Linked DNA regions of Mus musculus: region 1 is linked to region 2. A link is a contact called in public HiChIP or PLAC-seq data. All regions are on one chromosome and are shown on one strand. The core of a region is the stretch at or near the end of the contact, and the rest is flanking DNA. Distances in the headings are between cores, read along the strand shown.

What was found. HiChIP or PLAC-seq counts read pairs in DNA pulled down with a chosen protein or histone mark.
Region 1: a contact with region 2 is called in an H3K27ac HiChIP or PLAC-seq map of heart atrium, with 2.6 times the contacts expected there. The contact joins two enhancer-like sites. A contact is called at or near these places in 3 of 484 Hi-C or Micro-C datasets (Th1 cells, embryonic stem cells and liver) and 3 of 115 datasets of contacts at active chromatin or transcription factors (embryonic stem cells and heart atrium).

What each region holds. Positions count from the first base shown.
Region 1 is chr13:9,444,620-9,451,520 of GRCm38.p6, forward strand. The region is part of intron 1 of Dip2c (disco interacting protein 2 homolog C); the gene reads left to right. Among named protein-coding and RNA genes, the nearest start is that of Dip2c, 170 kb to the left of the region's middle. Within about 2 kb of position 2,087, at least 21 of the 459 cell types and tissues checked have an H3K27ac peak or open chromatin away from gene starts, as enhancers often do. A contact at or near this core is called in heart atrium, where this site is marked.
Region 2 is chr13:9,312,979-9,320,372 of GRCm38.p6, forward strand. All of the region lies in intron 1 of Dip2c (disco interacting protein 2 homolog C), which reads left to right. Among named protein-coding and RNA genes, the nearest start is that of Dip2c, 40 kb to the left of the region's middle. Within about 2 kb of position 1,278, at least 19 of the 459 cell types and tissues checked have an H3K27ac peak or open chromatin away from gene starts, as enhancers often do. A contact at or near this core is called in heart atrium, where this site is marked.

The sequences.
Region 1 (6,901 bases), core at 837-3,336, 130 kb after region 2:
CCTATTTATAATAGCCAGGAAATAGAAGCAAACTAAATGTCCTTCAACAGGTGAATGCATAATGAAAATGTAGTACATATACATAATAGAATATTATTCAGTTGTAAAGAAGGAAGTTTGCAGGTAAATGGATAGAAGTAGAAAAGATTATATTGAATGAGGTAACCCAGACTCCCAAAGAGAAAGTGCAGGTTTCCTCTCACCTGTGGCTCTTAGTCTTTCTGCTCCTTCTCCCAAGATGTTTCTTGAGCCTTGAGGGTGGAGTTAGTATAAATGTTGATATTCAGTCATTTATTCTCAGGACTTTGACTTGTTATAAGTCTGCATGAACACTCCTCACTGCAAGAAGTTTCTTTAACAAAGGTTAAGAGCAGCACAAATCTATGTGAATAAACAGAAATATTTAGAAAGAAGTTTGGTGACATAACCATTTAGTGCAATAGTAGGTTCCTTCTAGGCTATGCCCAATTTTTAAGAATTTTTTTCTGACTGCCTCTCAGTGCTGTGGATTAAACCTAATACCTCACACATGGTAGGTGAGGTGCTGCCCCACTGAGCTATGTCACATTCCTACTGCTTTGTAGAATCTTAAATTCTACAAATCTAATCTAACATGTGTTTGAGCATATTAGACAATATCACACAGTCACAGTTCATAAAACTGTGTGGGAAAAACTGACCGAAATGTGAGCTGAGTGTCCTACAAAATCAAATTTCTCCTACCCAGATGGTCTTTGTGTATTGTAGTATGAAGTGCTGTCCTGTTGCATTTGCCTCATCTCCATGGCAACCTTAGTGTAGCACATTTTGTCACTTGGTGCTTTTCTTCAGGCTTCTCACAAAGCTACTTATTTATCTGTGTGGTGTGTATATTGTATATTCCCTCCATGGAAATAAGTACTAGAACCTGTCCAGTTATTCACATAGAACAGACCCTAAGGAAGCCACTGTATGGGCAGGAGGCAGGAAACATGGCTCCACAGAATCTTGGAACGGAGAGAGATTTATTTATAACTGATTAATGGGAGCAAACTCTTTTGGAAGTCCGATTGTGTCCACAATGTCACAGGTGGATCTACACAGCCAGTTCACTTTCCTGCTAACTCTGTGTTAGCATAGCCATCAACATTATCACTTGGTGTTTATCAGGCATGATAAAAATAGCTCATATCTTTTGTCCTTTGCTTGACAAAAATATCTCTGTTGGCTAAGGCTAGTTGTTCAGGGCTCTAATTTTATGGAACAAAGATGCTTTTTTATGTGGTCAGCATAAAAGTTAGGGAGATAGTGAAGTGCTTGCCATGAAAGCATGATGCCCGAGTTCAATCCTCAAAACTGAGGAACAAAGACAAACAGGTGTGTGGTGGTATATGCACTTACAGTCTGTGCTGTGAAGGCGGAAACAGGTGGATCCTTAGGGGTCATTGACCACTCTGGCTAGTTAATCAGTAAGTTTCAGGCCAATGAGAGAGGCTATTTCAAGAGACGAGGTGAACAGCAACTGAGGAACAATGCCTGAGTTTGACCACTGAGTTCTACGTGCACCAGCTCCCATGTACACACAGACACTCAATCATGGAGTCCCTTTGCTAAGGTCAGAGTAACAGCACCCTTACCCCAGTTAGTCCTTGGTGCTATTTGCCTAATTATGGAATTACAATCATCTTTTTCTTTTCTTTTCTTTTCTTTTCTTTTCTTTTCTTTTCTTTTCTTTTTTAATTTGGGAATAGTTAATTCATGATCCCTGAAATGCTTGTCTCTTAGAAGTTGTATATTTTGGGAGGTTTAAAGTATAAAACTTGAGGAAATAGCTTAGTTTCTTCACATTGCATATCTGCATGAGGAGAGATAGGTCAGGTATCTGTGGAGGAATATACTCTAGGCCCTGAGTTTTCTTAGAATTCTAGAAATGTGCCTCAATTCAATCACTTGATAATGTAGTACAGGAGATGAAGTCCTTTGCCTCTTGTCACATTGATTAGAGGTGGCAGCTGTGGAATTTGAACACAGGCCAGCTATGGCTCTGGATAGTCTCAGCAGTATCTGGCTTGGACACAGTGTTGATCCTGTAGAGAGGCAGCAGAGAGGGCCAGGGTCTAAATGCAACCTTGTTACGCACTTGGTCCTTATGTGCTGATAGAGGCAACAGATCAACCTGGTGAGAAGACCCTGAAGAATAGAGATTCCAAAAAGAGTGTTGGCAAGGTGTAAGAGTACCGCAAGTGCTCCTGGATTTAATAAGGCCCTTTATATCTTAGACCAGTGTCAGGGAGGAGCTGAATATGTCCTGCATGAAGCAAGCCTGAGTGCCGGTAGCGCTCATGTGAGCTGCTAAGGAGTTTCCAGACTCACCAAACACAAATACTGTGACCTAGATCCAGGCACTATTCATACAGTTTATTAAGTCCATTAACACCTAAAAGACTTTTTTTTCCCTGTATCTTACAAACTGTAGTGGTGTTTATCTTTCATCATGAAAGTAAATATATTTGAAAGCAAGTATATCTTTTAGGCTCCAAGAAATTGAAGATAGGGTAGTGCCTGTTAGTAGCTTACTTTATAATTTTTTTTTTTTGTGATAAAGTGTAAATAACCATTTGAGGTATACAGTTTGGTGGCACTAGCTATGCCTTGTTATTGTGCAGCCAACACCACCATCTCTAGAACATTTTTTTTTTTTTCTTTTCTCAGAAGCCAGGAGTTACCAATGCTTGTCTTCTACCTCAGTCAAAGCCTTCACTCTGTAAAGGGGAAGACACAGGAAACCCACCATGCTATTGTTAAATCCCAGGTGGAATTTGCCTTCTTCAGGACAAAAGTGTTGGTTACTAACTCAAATGGAGAATGGGTTTTGTGTTTTCACACACATTACTGATTTCAAAAGGCACAATAGGTTTGTAACTGTTAATACAATTACAGCGTGGTGGTATTTGCTTCTTACCTTACTTTGTCAACATTCTGGATTACAGTAGTAGTAGTTGTATAGACATTAATTCTTGGTTTTTGCTAAATGCTAGTCCTGGAGAGACAGTGTTAAAACCAGCAGACAAGGCTCCCATGAGAAGGGCTCTTGACATCTTAGTTTTTTATTTTATTTTTTATTGTTTTGTACTTCTTTAACATATTTGTTGTAGTGCTTAGTATATAGGGTTTTATACTTTATTTTAGAGTGTAATTAGCTTGAAATCATTTGGTTTTGTAAATCACAGATCTGCCTCATTCCACAAACCAATTTCAAAAACTGATTTTCAAGTGTTATTTCACTAAAAAAAACCAGCTCTTCCAGTGTAAATGTAATTTTTGTAAGAATTAGTTTTAGCGGTTGGAATGTAGCTCAGCTGGTAGAGTAAATTTGTTCAGCATCAACTCAGCCTTGGATGTTGTCACAATCACCACATGAAGCCAATATGGTTGGATAATTCCAGGACATGGGAAGTGTAGTAAAGGGAATCAGAAGTTCAAGGTCAGCTTGGGTATTTGAGAGGTTATTTTGTTGTTGTTGTTGGTGGTGGTGTGTTTTGTTTTGTTTTGTTTTGTTTTGTTTTGTTTTTTGAGACAGGGTTTCTCTGTGTAGCCCTGGCTGGCCTGGAACTCACTTTGTAGACCAGGCTGGCCTCGAACTCAGAAATCCACCTGCCTCTGCCTCCCGAGTGCTGGGATTAAAGTCGTGCGCCACCATGCCTGACTGAGAGATTATTTTAAAAAAGGATTTAAAAAATGATTTATCATCAGCAAACTTTTATTTGGATGTTTTTATTAGGGAATGGAGAGGAAGAACAGGCTATATCGAACTGCTGGCTAGAAGGACTTGAAAATAGAACGCCTGATCGATAGTAATTTTATTTTATTTTATTTTTTGATGGGATGGTTAGGTGTGTTTTTGATACTTTTTTTCCTTTTTATGCAACCTATCTTACCCTAGCTTTGAGCTTGCTATGTAACCCAGGCTGTGAATTCATGATCATCCTGCCTAACTAGGAGTACAGGTGTGTGTCACTGTACTCAATGGAATAACAAATTCTTAATAAATACTATTTAGAATTGTGAAGTTTAAAAAAGGTTATTTTTAAGTACAGGTGAAATCATTATTAAAATGATAAAATACAACAATTAAATAGTTAATGTAATTAATCTGTGGCTTTCTATTCTACTTGATAAGAAATGCTATAAGAGTTCAGTACAAAAGGACATTCAGAGACCGTACAACTCACTAACAATCACTGTATCTCAGAGATGCAGGTTTTGCATGTATAATTAGAAGTTTTTATAATATACATTTCAAAGTCTTCATATTGATGTAGTATTTTGATAGTATTAATGACTACGAAATCTTACAAAGTTTAGTCCTTTCTGGATAATATTAAAGTTTGTAAGATTGTTTTGTTAGAGGTTGTCCTCTTTCCCCCAAAATAAAAAATGAAACAAAACAAATAAACCATGAGTCACAGCAGGGTGGCTATATTGACTTTGGATTTGAGAGAAGAGGAAGGCCTGATGATTTCAGCTTCAAGAGCCCCAAGTCATTGTCTTTCCGTTGGCTCCTATGTTGGGTTGCTGTAAGAAAATCTAGAGTCATAGCCCTTAATTAATGATGAAAGTTCAGGAAACATTTTCTATCTCTAGAAATACAGACTAGAAACAGAAAGAACAGGAAAATTGAGAGTAAGCACAATCCTGAGGTAGACCTTCCCCATCACATGGGAGACCGTTACAGTTGTATCCAGAGCAGCAGACTTACGACTGCCTTTGTGTGACTTAGCTTTGCTCAGCATCATCTCCAGTGTTCTCTCACTTTCTTATAGCTAGGCAAAACAAGAAACCTGCCTGTAGTGGGAATGATATTGTTTCCTGGGATGTCATGAGCCATTTGATAAGCTGAGGGATGTGGGGTGCTCACAGCCAGACAGTCTAAATGCCTTTATTTTGTAGCTTCTTTGTGAATTAGAGAGCTGCTTTTGGGAAGCAAATATGCATGCATTGATGTGTTTTGTTTGAAATGGAGTCTCCTGCAGCCCAAGGTGGCCCAGAACTCTTGATCTATCTACCTTCACCTGTGGAATGCTAGTATTATGGGAGTGTGTCACTGTGCCTAGTTTATGATGCTGAGATTGAAACCTATCAGGACTTTGTGTATGTTAAGAGAGCACTTTACCAACCAGGTTACAGTGTAGCATGCATTAGTTAAGACTGAAAATTGATGCCAGGGTGTCAATTCTTATTTAATGAATGAGTGCTAAAAATCATTAAAAGGTCTTTTAAGAAGAGCAAATGCACTCGCCAGTATAGAGACTTTGTCTTCCTAAAGCAGGGCAATCTTCCCCAGAGTAGACAGAACCTACAGCTCCCTTTACATGGCTTTCCTGTTTGCAGCTGATATGGTCAGTCTCATCCCAAAAGGGCTTTTTCTCCCCTCGCTACTTGATTGTAGAAAATGAGACTTGACCTTCAACCTGGACAGACGCTTCTAGCTCTCCTTGTAGCTATTTCGTGAAAACGTGAACCCATCGTACTGTGTGCTAGGGATTTACTAGAAGTGGCCTTTTTGAGGTGGTGGTGTTTATCTTTTTATCACTACCAGACACGTGGTATTATCTTAGCATTTGCAATTCTTTCTGAGAAAAAGAATGCAAAAACTGAAGGATTAGCCAGTGCGTTTGAAAATGGTGTTTTTGAAAACACTTCAAGATAGAGGACAGAATCCAATGGTAACTCGAGAAAAAGGAATGGTTTAAGATAGTCACTTTCCCTGTTTGAATTTCACACTTTCTCTTTCCTGTCTGTGCAGAAGCCATTTGCTGGAGAGAAGGTTTAATCAAAACTGAGTCATAGGTTTGACTTCCAAAAATACCACAAGGCTGTCTTTCAGCACTCTTTCCTCATGTCTTCTACCTCTACAGTGTTCCAGGATTATAGTCACTGAATTCTAAATCCCATGGCTAGCTGCTGTGAATACTATGGCATTAAACTCTTTCTGACGTGTGTCTTGTCACGAGAGTGTGAACAAACCATTGGTAGCCTATGGTAAGATGTGTGAGGAGAAAATAAACAGATTTGCAAGGACACTCTTAAACCAATCACTACACAGTTCCAAAACCACCTGTTGGCCTCATTAAGGGATTCTATATGCATGGGGTTTCAGCATTTAATAAGTTAATGCCTTCAAAGATTTGAGCTTTAACGACCAGTTGGGAATTTTAGCTTGGAAAGAGCTCTTGTGTTACAGGTAAAGAGGTTGGCTGTCTTTAATATTTCTAGTCTTTTTGGCTCCAGTGTCCTAATGCTTTCCATAACTCTGTTTTAGCTTCTATCTGTTTTTAAGGAAGAATGATGTTCAACAAAAACTCAACTGGCTTATGCAGGCATCCTCAAACTCTATTTGCTTCTCCTGTCTCAGCCTCATGAGGGCTGGGATTAAGTCACACTTGTTTGGTGACCATGTTTTCTTTTCTTTTTTTGCAGCACACAATATAATTGCTTTATGACACGATTGATTCTCAAAATTGGGTCATTTTGAGTCTGTGTTTTGTATTTTATTATTTTAGAATTTCACTTGTTTTGGTCCAAAGTACCTCCTACTCCTTCCCTTCCCATTTCCCACATTCTCCTCTGCCATTTGAAAGTATAATTTTAGTGTAAGAATTTGAATATGCTTACTTTTACTTCATTTTTCCTCTGCTTAGCTATCATGAGATCTGCTCCATTTGTTCTAAGACTTTATTGAGGGACAGAGTCAACTCTGATCCTTCCTTAGATATGGACATTAAAATAACAAAATCAAGATTCAGAACTATCTATAAACTGTTAGGGGTGGATGGAGATATCTGACATAATATTCACGTCCCTGAATTCTACTATGTTTGATTCAAGATGACAGCCTTGAACTTACTATCTTTGCGTAGGT
Region 2 (7,394 bases), core at 28-2,527:
TTTCCCTGAGTTTTTATTGGTCTATAATCCATCTCAAATGATTTATAATGTGAAGATGAAGAATAGAGATGGTCTCATGCTGGTGTTAAGGGAGGAGTTAACCTTTCCCCTTTTTGGCTCTACTTTTCCTGTTGTCAACAAATACAGAGTGACAGAGGAAGACAGCTATAGTTAGCAAGAAGGTCATGTGTTAGGAAAAGTAGCAACCATACAAAGAATTTATGGCTTTCTTAGGGTTTTCTGTTTGACAATTTTGGATACAGTCCTGAATATATGCCTTATTTTCAGGGCAGGCAATGAGGACACACCTACCAGGATTCTTTCTCTAGAACTGTTCTGGCATTTGAGCGTAGATTCAAGGCTCTGATGGCCAAGTGCTAAGCATTGCTAGTTAAATGTAGTGGAGCCATATCTCCTATTGTATTAACGAGATCTGCTGCCGGGCAGTGGTGGTGCACGCCTTTAATCCCAGCACTTGGGAGGCAGAGGCAGGCCGATTCCTGAGTTGGAGGCCAGCCTGGTCTACAGAGTGAGTTCCAGGACATCCAGGGCTATACAGAGAAACCCTGTCTCGAAAAACCAACAAAACAAAACAAAGCAAAACAACAAAACAAGATCTGCATCGTCAGGAAAGATGCTGACAAATGTGTGGTGAGGAGAATCAAAGCACTTATGTAGTGGGCTGTAGTAGAGCAAGCATGCTTTTGCATTAACAAGAATAGAAAATATGTAGAAAGATGCAGGGGTGGTGTGCCTGTGCTCTCTCAAGGGCCTTGTATGTGTGTATGGAGGCTAGACCAGAATCTCAAATGTTTCCTTTTATTGCTCACTGCTTTAGTATCTTGTCTCTCACTGAACTGGAAGCTTGCTATGTCAGTTAGGCTGGCCTTAGAGCTTTCAGGAACTCTGCTCTGAAATGCTGGTGTTACAAGCATACTTAATATGCATTATTATTATTATTATTATTATTATTATTATTATTATTTTAAATGTAGGCGCTGCAGTCCAAACTTAATCCTTCATCCATGATCATGAAACACCTACAGTGCCATAACCCCATCCCTTAGGGTTTTTTGGGGGGGGGGGGCGATTACAAGTAAGGGGGGCAGGTTGAGTGGATAGACAAAGCTCTTGGTACTATTTTATTTTTTAAAGCAAATTATTCAAGCTAAGATTGAGCCCAGCTGCTCTGCAGCCTTAGCAAGGGGCACTATGGGCCACTCTGTCTCAACCTACAGCGGTGGTGGAAGAGAGTTGGGAAGGTCTTTGTCAGGCTTGAGGGTGACATACTTCATGTTCTATTACTGGGTCCTCAGTCTCACAGGGTTTGGGAATGTGGTCAGGCTGTTTGTCAAGAGCATTTTGGCCCACAGCCAGTGGCAATCTTTGTACAGGGGAATGCATGTGCCAGTTTATTAAAGTTGATACTGCTTAAGCTTTTAAAAATTATTATTTTGAAACAACATCTCACTATGTCTGGTCTGGGTTTTCACTGTATAGCTCAGGCTGGATTGAAGTCACAGTTTTCCTGCTCTGGCTTTCTAATGGCTGGGGTCTTAGGCAGGAGCATCGTGGCCAGCTGTTGCCTAGGTGTTTTATTTTATTTTTTTATTCTATTAGCTATGCTGAGTGTTAAAAAGGAGGTCTAGCTAGCTCAGGTTGTAATTTGACCTCATGTTTTACCAATAGGTTATTTTTTCTATATAGCTTTCCTTTATGTTTTTGTCCTAAGTTTCCTTTTGTGATGCTGTCATTGCTAATGATGAATAGATTTCCCAGGAGTGGGGACCACAGCCTGTCTTTTCTGGCCGTTCATCTATTTAGCCTGCTTCAGTAGGCTGTATCAGGGTTGGTACTTAGGAGTCCCACAGGTTCAGGATGAGGAACAGCTTTAAGGTGTGAATTCATTTGGGCAAATATTCAAAGTAAACATTTAGATGCTTTCAAAGGGCTGGAGAGATGGCTCAGCAGTTAAGAGCACTTACTGCTGCTTTTGGAGAATAACCAAGTTCAGTTTTCCAGCACTCCCGTTGGGTGATTCACAACTGCCTCTAACTGAGCTCCAAGGGATCCAATACACTATTCTGGACTCTTGGGCATGCCACACACATGGCACATACCATGCGCGCAAGCACACACACACACACACACACACACACACACACACACACACACACACACAGACACAGACACAGACAATTCTTAAAACATAAGAACTTATTTTAGAAAAATGCTTTCAGAGGTATATAGTCTAATCTGTATTTTACATGAAGTAATTACTAGAAGTATATTTTACTAAAGGACATTGGAACAAAAATTAAAATTGTAGATGTGTTTGTTAGCCTTTGTTTTCAAGATAGGGTATTGCTATGTAGCTCAGAATAGTCTTGAGTTTATTGTGTACTCCAGGCTAAAACTCAAGACAGCTCTCTTGCCTTAGCTTCCCAAGTGCTAGAATTATATATACCATACCTGGCTCTGAAGTGTGGATACTTACTACCATAAAGTTGTAATTGTACTTTTTTTTTTCTGTTTTCTGCCCTTTCATACTTTGGAGATGAATTTTTTCAGTCATTTGGTCATTCTACAATACTTAGTGATATATCTTTCTCATGTAGTTACTATGTTGGGAAATAAGATCACTGCTGGTGAGGAGTACACCTTGGTGGAGAAGCAGATAAGAACTGAAAACCATTATGTGGTGTGATCCATGATTCAAGACAGGAAATGATAATCATTATGGATACTTATGGAGGTTGTGGTCTAGCTCTTTAGTAGTGCAGGGGAAAGCCCACCAAGAGGCCCTGGTGGATGTCCTTTGATACATGAACTTGGCTGGACTGTGGGAGAGACGAATGAGCTGTGTAAAGGCTGTAAAGGCAGGTGGAGCTGAGACAGAAAAGAAAAGCTTCTATTGATTTTGAGAAAAGGAGCTGAAAGAGATAATGGATATTTGCAGAAGGTACTAGCTATAAACCATAGAAAGAAGTGTTGGAGCTATAGGCTGTATACCTTCAGATTTGTTCCAGAGCACACCTGTAACTGCCCATAGCCACAGATATTTTAAGAGGACTCTTTGCAGACTGTTACAGATCTTGTATGAGTTAGAGCAAAAGCAGAACATCTTAGTCAAAGTGGTGCTGGGTCCTGTCTACAGTTCACCAGGGCCTAAGGACATCTGGAGTCCATGTATGAATTGGATAGGATCCTGGTTGCAAATTACAGTAAACAACTCAAACTAAATTAGGCAGAAGAATTAGTATGAAATCAGAAGCTTAGTTCCAAGCATCAAAATATAGAAGGTGTCCAGCTCAGGGACCAGAAAGACTCAAAGCTGCCCCATCTCTGTTTGTAGCCCCAGGTACAGGCTCTGCTTCTGAGGTCCAGCTTTCTGAAGTACCCAGCTGGTAAGGTGGATGAAAGGCTACTGGCTCTCTCTTGGCTTTGAGCCCAAGTTGGTAGAGAAAGGACTTTATTGATCATTAGACCTCAGGAACAGTTCTGAGTCACCACTAGCTGTGGCAGTGGGGACCAGAAAGGGCACATGGCAGAAGTGGCTACAGGGACCCTTATTTGCCTTGTAAGATGGTGACAATAGCCTTGTTATACTCAAAGACATTTATAAGTCATGTGATGTGTCACTTATGTTGGTCTAGCCATGTATAGTTATTGTAAAATTAGGGTAGTCCACAGACCTGAACATTGTAGTCACCTGACCTTGAAAACATTGCATGATGCTGTTGTCACTATATGCTGATTATGGCAAAATGCATTCTCAAGGTGACTGCCACTAACAAAGGGACAGGAAAGGAAATCACCCTCTGTGTTCGAGCTGTCCAGTGTGTGACTGTTTGTGTCTCCAGTGTGCTTCTCTCTCCTGAGTGTGGGGAGGTCACCATTCCAACAACAGGACTGGGGTGCTAGAAGACACTTCCTTCTGGAATTTTGTTGCTAGTATCTCTCAGAGACAGAAAACTCAAAATTACTTCTCAGGGAACATAAATCCCACTAGAATAGCTTAACTGGACACAGGCTTTGGGCAACAAATACTACCTAAATTTCCTTTTCTGTTTAGTGTGTTTATAATGTGCTGCAAAGCAATGGTACACTTAGATGTAACGCTATTTTTCTGAATAGAATTAGTGAAGAAAAGGTCTAAGGTAAGAATAGTATTTCTAGATTTTTTTCTTACTTCTTTTTTCTTTTTTTGAATTTTACTTGATATCCAGTGGCCACTGTGTTTGTACAGAAGTTTGCACACTTGCTCAGCAACCTCTATGGTCGTGGTTTCAGCATTTTCACCAGTAGTTCTCTTGCGCAGTCTACTAGAAGTTAGCAACTCCTTCCTCTTCCACACTGGATGATATAGGACTTCCAGAAAGGAAGAAGGGGGCAAAACCAAAAGTGTTTCTTCCAAATGGGCTTGGTAAAACAATTGATTTTCTTCTTATATAGAAAGATTTCACACATTTCATATAGTCTAAATGGGAGCTCTCCATGAAACCTCTCCCTTCAGAGTTCAGATAATCTCTCAGAAGAGGAGGCAAAAGGATTTCAAGGGCCAGAAGGAAAGGAGAACACCAGGAGAACAAGATCCTCTGAATTGAATAAGCAAGGTCTGTATGAGTTTACAGAGAATGAGGCAGCAAGCACCGGGCCTACGTGGGTCTGCACCAGGCCTTCTGCATATGTATTCTAGCTGTTAGCTCAGTGTTTTCATGGGACCCCTGGCATGAGAACGAGTGGGTCTCTGACTCTTGTGTGTGCTCTTTTCTGCATGTTGGACTGCTGTGTCCAACTTCAATATGATAGTTTTTATTCACTTTACTATATTTTAATTTGTTATGTTTGGTTGTTATCTTTTAGAAGCCTATTCTTTTCTAATGAGACAGAAAGGGAATGTATCCACAGGGGAGGTGAAGTGGGGAGAAACTGGAAGGAATAGAGGGAGGGGAGACTATAATCAGAATATATTGAATGAGAAAAGAATTTATGGTCAATAAAAGGTAAAAAATAAAAAAAAAGAAATTAAGTTTTCTCATTAGTGTAGGATATTTTACAAAATATTGTTCTTCTGTCTAACTTGCAGAAATGTACAAAAACATTGAATACTATCTAGTATATCCTATTGGATTATTTGTATATTTTATTATCTTTAAGTGAATTTTAAAAAACATATGTGTAGAAAAGTATTATTAATGTAAATAACCTTTTTGTCCATAAAATATAGAATTTTATCAGTCAATCAGTACAATTATTAGACTACTCCTAAGTTTCTTGCCTTTTTTTTATGATGGAACGGATATGAAACTATTTATCAGTTTCAATACATGATTATCCCTGTATATTCTAACAGTAATATAGGCAGTGAGAGTAGCTAGCAGTAGTTTTGATTGGTTAATAGAAAATCAAGTTAGCTTTTGGAACTGCTTTTTATCCTTATTGACTGAAAGAAACAACAGTTGATCAGCTGCAAGAGGGAAGGGTTGTTATTGAAGTCATCTTTCTGAGGTGATCTGGTGGGAGGTAATGCCATCTTCCATGTAACTAATATCAAATAATGAGCAAAGGCCCAGAAATACAGTGACAATAAGGAGTGGTAAGGAGTGATCCAGACCCAGAAGCAATGCCACACAAGTTTTTCTGCATTTGTTTTGTAGCCAAAACTTTGTAACCAAAGTTTTCTGCACGCCTTAGAGTCCTTAACTGGCTTTGCTGTGTACTTGATGATGTCTGAAGTATAGGAAAAGGTTACTACTGTCTTGGCCATGGTCACAGAGTGACCTAGTTTAGACTTAGACTATAAAAAAAGAACACTAATGGCTTACTCTGCAAATTGCCCTTAAAGGTGAATTCTCTGTAGATACATAGAACTGTTGCTGCTGTGTGTTTTCCCAGTTATAATCTAGAAGACTATGGTGTGACCTTGGATCTTTGAGGAGTTTTAATGAACTCTTTAAGCTATTAGCAGTAAGTAATTTGTTGTGCATGATCTTGGACCTCTCCTTTTTTTTTTCCTTTCCTTTCCTTTCCTTTCCTTTTCTTTTCTTTTCTTTTCTTTTCTTTTCTTTTCTTTTCTTTTCTTTTCTTTCCTTTCCTTTCCTTTCCTTTCCTTTCCTTTTCTTTCCCTTTTCCCTTTTCCCTTTTCCCTTTTCCCTTTTCCCTTTTCCCTTTTCCCTTTTCCCTTTTCCCTTTTCCCCTTTCCCCTTTCCCCTTTCCCCTTTCCCCTTTCCCTTTTCCTTCCTCTCTCTCTCTCTCTCTCTCTCTCTCTCTCTTGGAGTAGAAGAGAGGCAGCAGCTCATATTTAACAAGGCTTAGGGTGCCACACGAAATGTTTCACAGTAAGCCATTTCCATTGAGATTAACTTAGTCATAAATGTGTGTTCATGTGTCCTGTATGTGGAAGCTCAGTTAACATGTTGCTTGGGGTTAACCTCCCTCTTGGGTCTAGGAGTTTGCTGTGGCACTTGGAGTCCTGGGACTATGCATGTCCAGTTCTCCTGTTCCATATTCTTGAGGCTAGAGGAACCCTGGCTTCTACCCTGCCTTCCATTGTGATGTGTGTGTGTGTGTGTGTGTGTGTGTGTGTGTGTGTGTGTGTGTGTGTGTGTGGTGAGACACTAGTAGAAGAGAATGTTTTATAGTCTTTCAAGGAAGAGTGGTGCTTTAGGGTGTCCTCCCCCAGTGCTGGTGGCCCAGTCATCTCTGAGTGTTGTCCTCCACATAGAAGAGCTAGTTCCTGTAAAAGCCAGGCTATATTCTTTTTGCTAAACTTTAGTTTTTAACGCTTGGATACTTGTTGCTATTTTACTTGGTTCTTAGTCAAAGCATTGAAGAAACACCAAAGCTCTCCATAACCTTGATAGAAGGCCTTAGTATACATTCATGTACTTTATTAGCCACCCTTCTTCCTGCTTTCTGGGTGCTCTGCCAGCTGTTGGAATGTGCAGGCAGCTGTTGTGCCCTAGTGGAGGCTAGCACCTGTTTGTGGCCTTGTGAAGGAAATACACACACCCAGGAGCATGGGGAGTGGCTGAAGGAGTTGCAGGGCACCCTGGGAATGCCCAGAGTTAACAAGAGTGAAAGAAACACTTAATCCAGACAGAGGAAGACTTTTCTAGACACACTTGGAAATTGACTTTTAATTATACCGATGGGTAATGTTTTAAGTCTTTTTCTCTGATGCCAAAGATGAAGTATAATAATGCTGATGGTTGGTAGTGACCTAGGTTAAGTGTCTAAATTGGTCAGGGTCTTGGTTTAGTCTGTCAAACAGGTACAATCTGTGCATTTCAAAGAGATCCTAGACTTGTAATATTCTATGAACTAATATATGTAGTGAAAATGTTAGTTTTCATTAACAAAGTCAAATGCCCTTATGTGGGCTTTCTGGT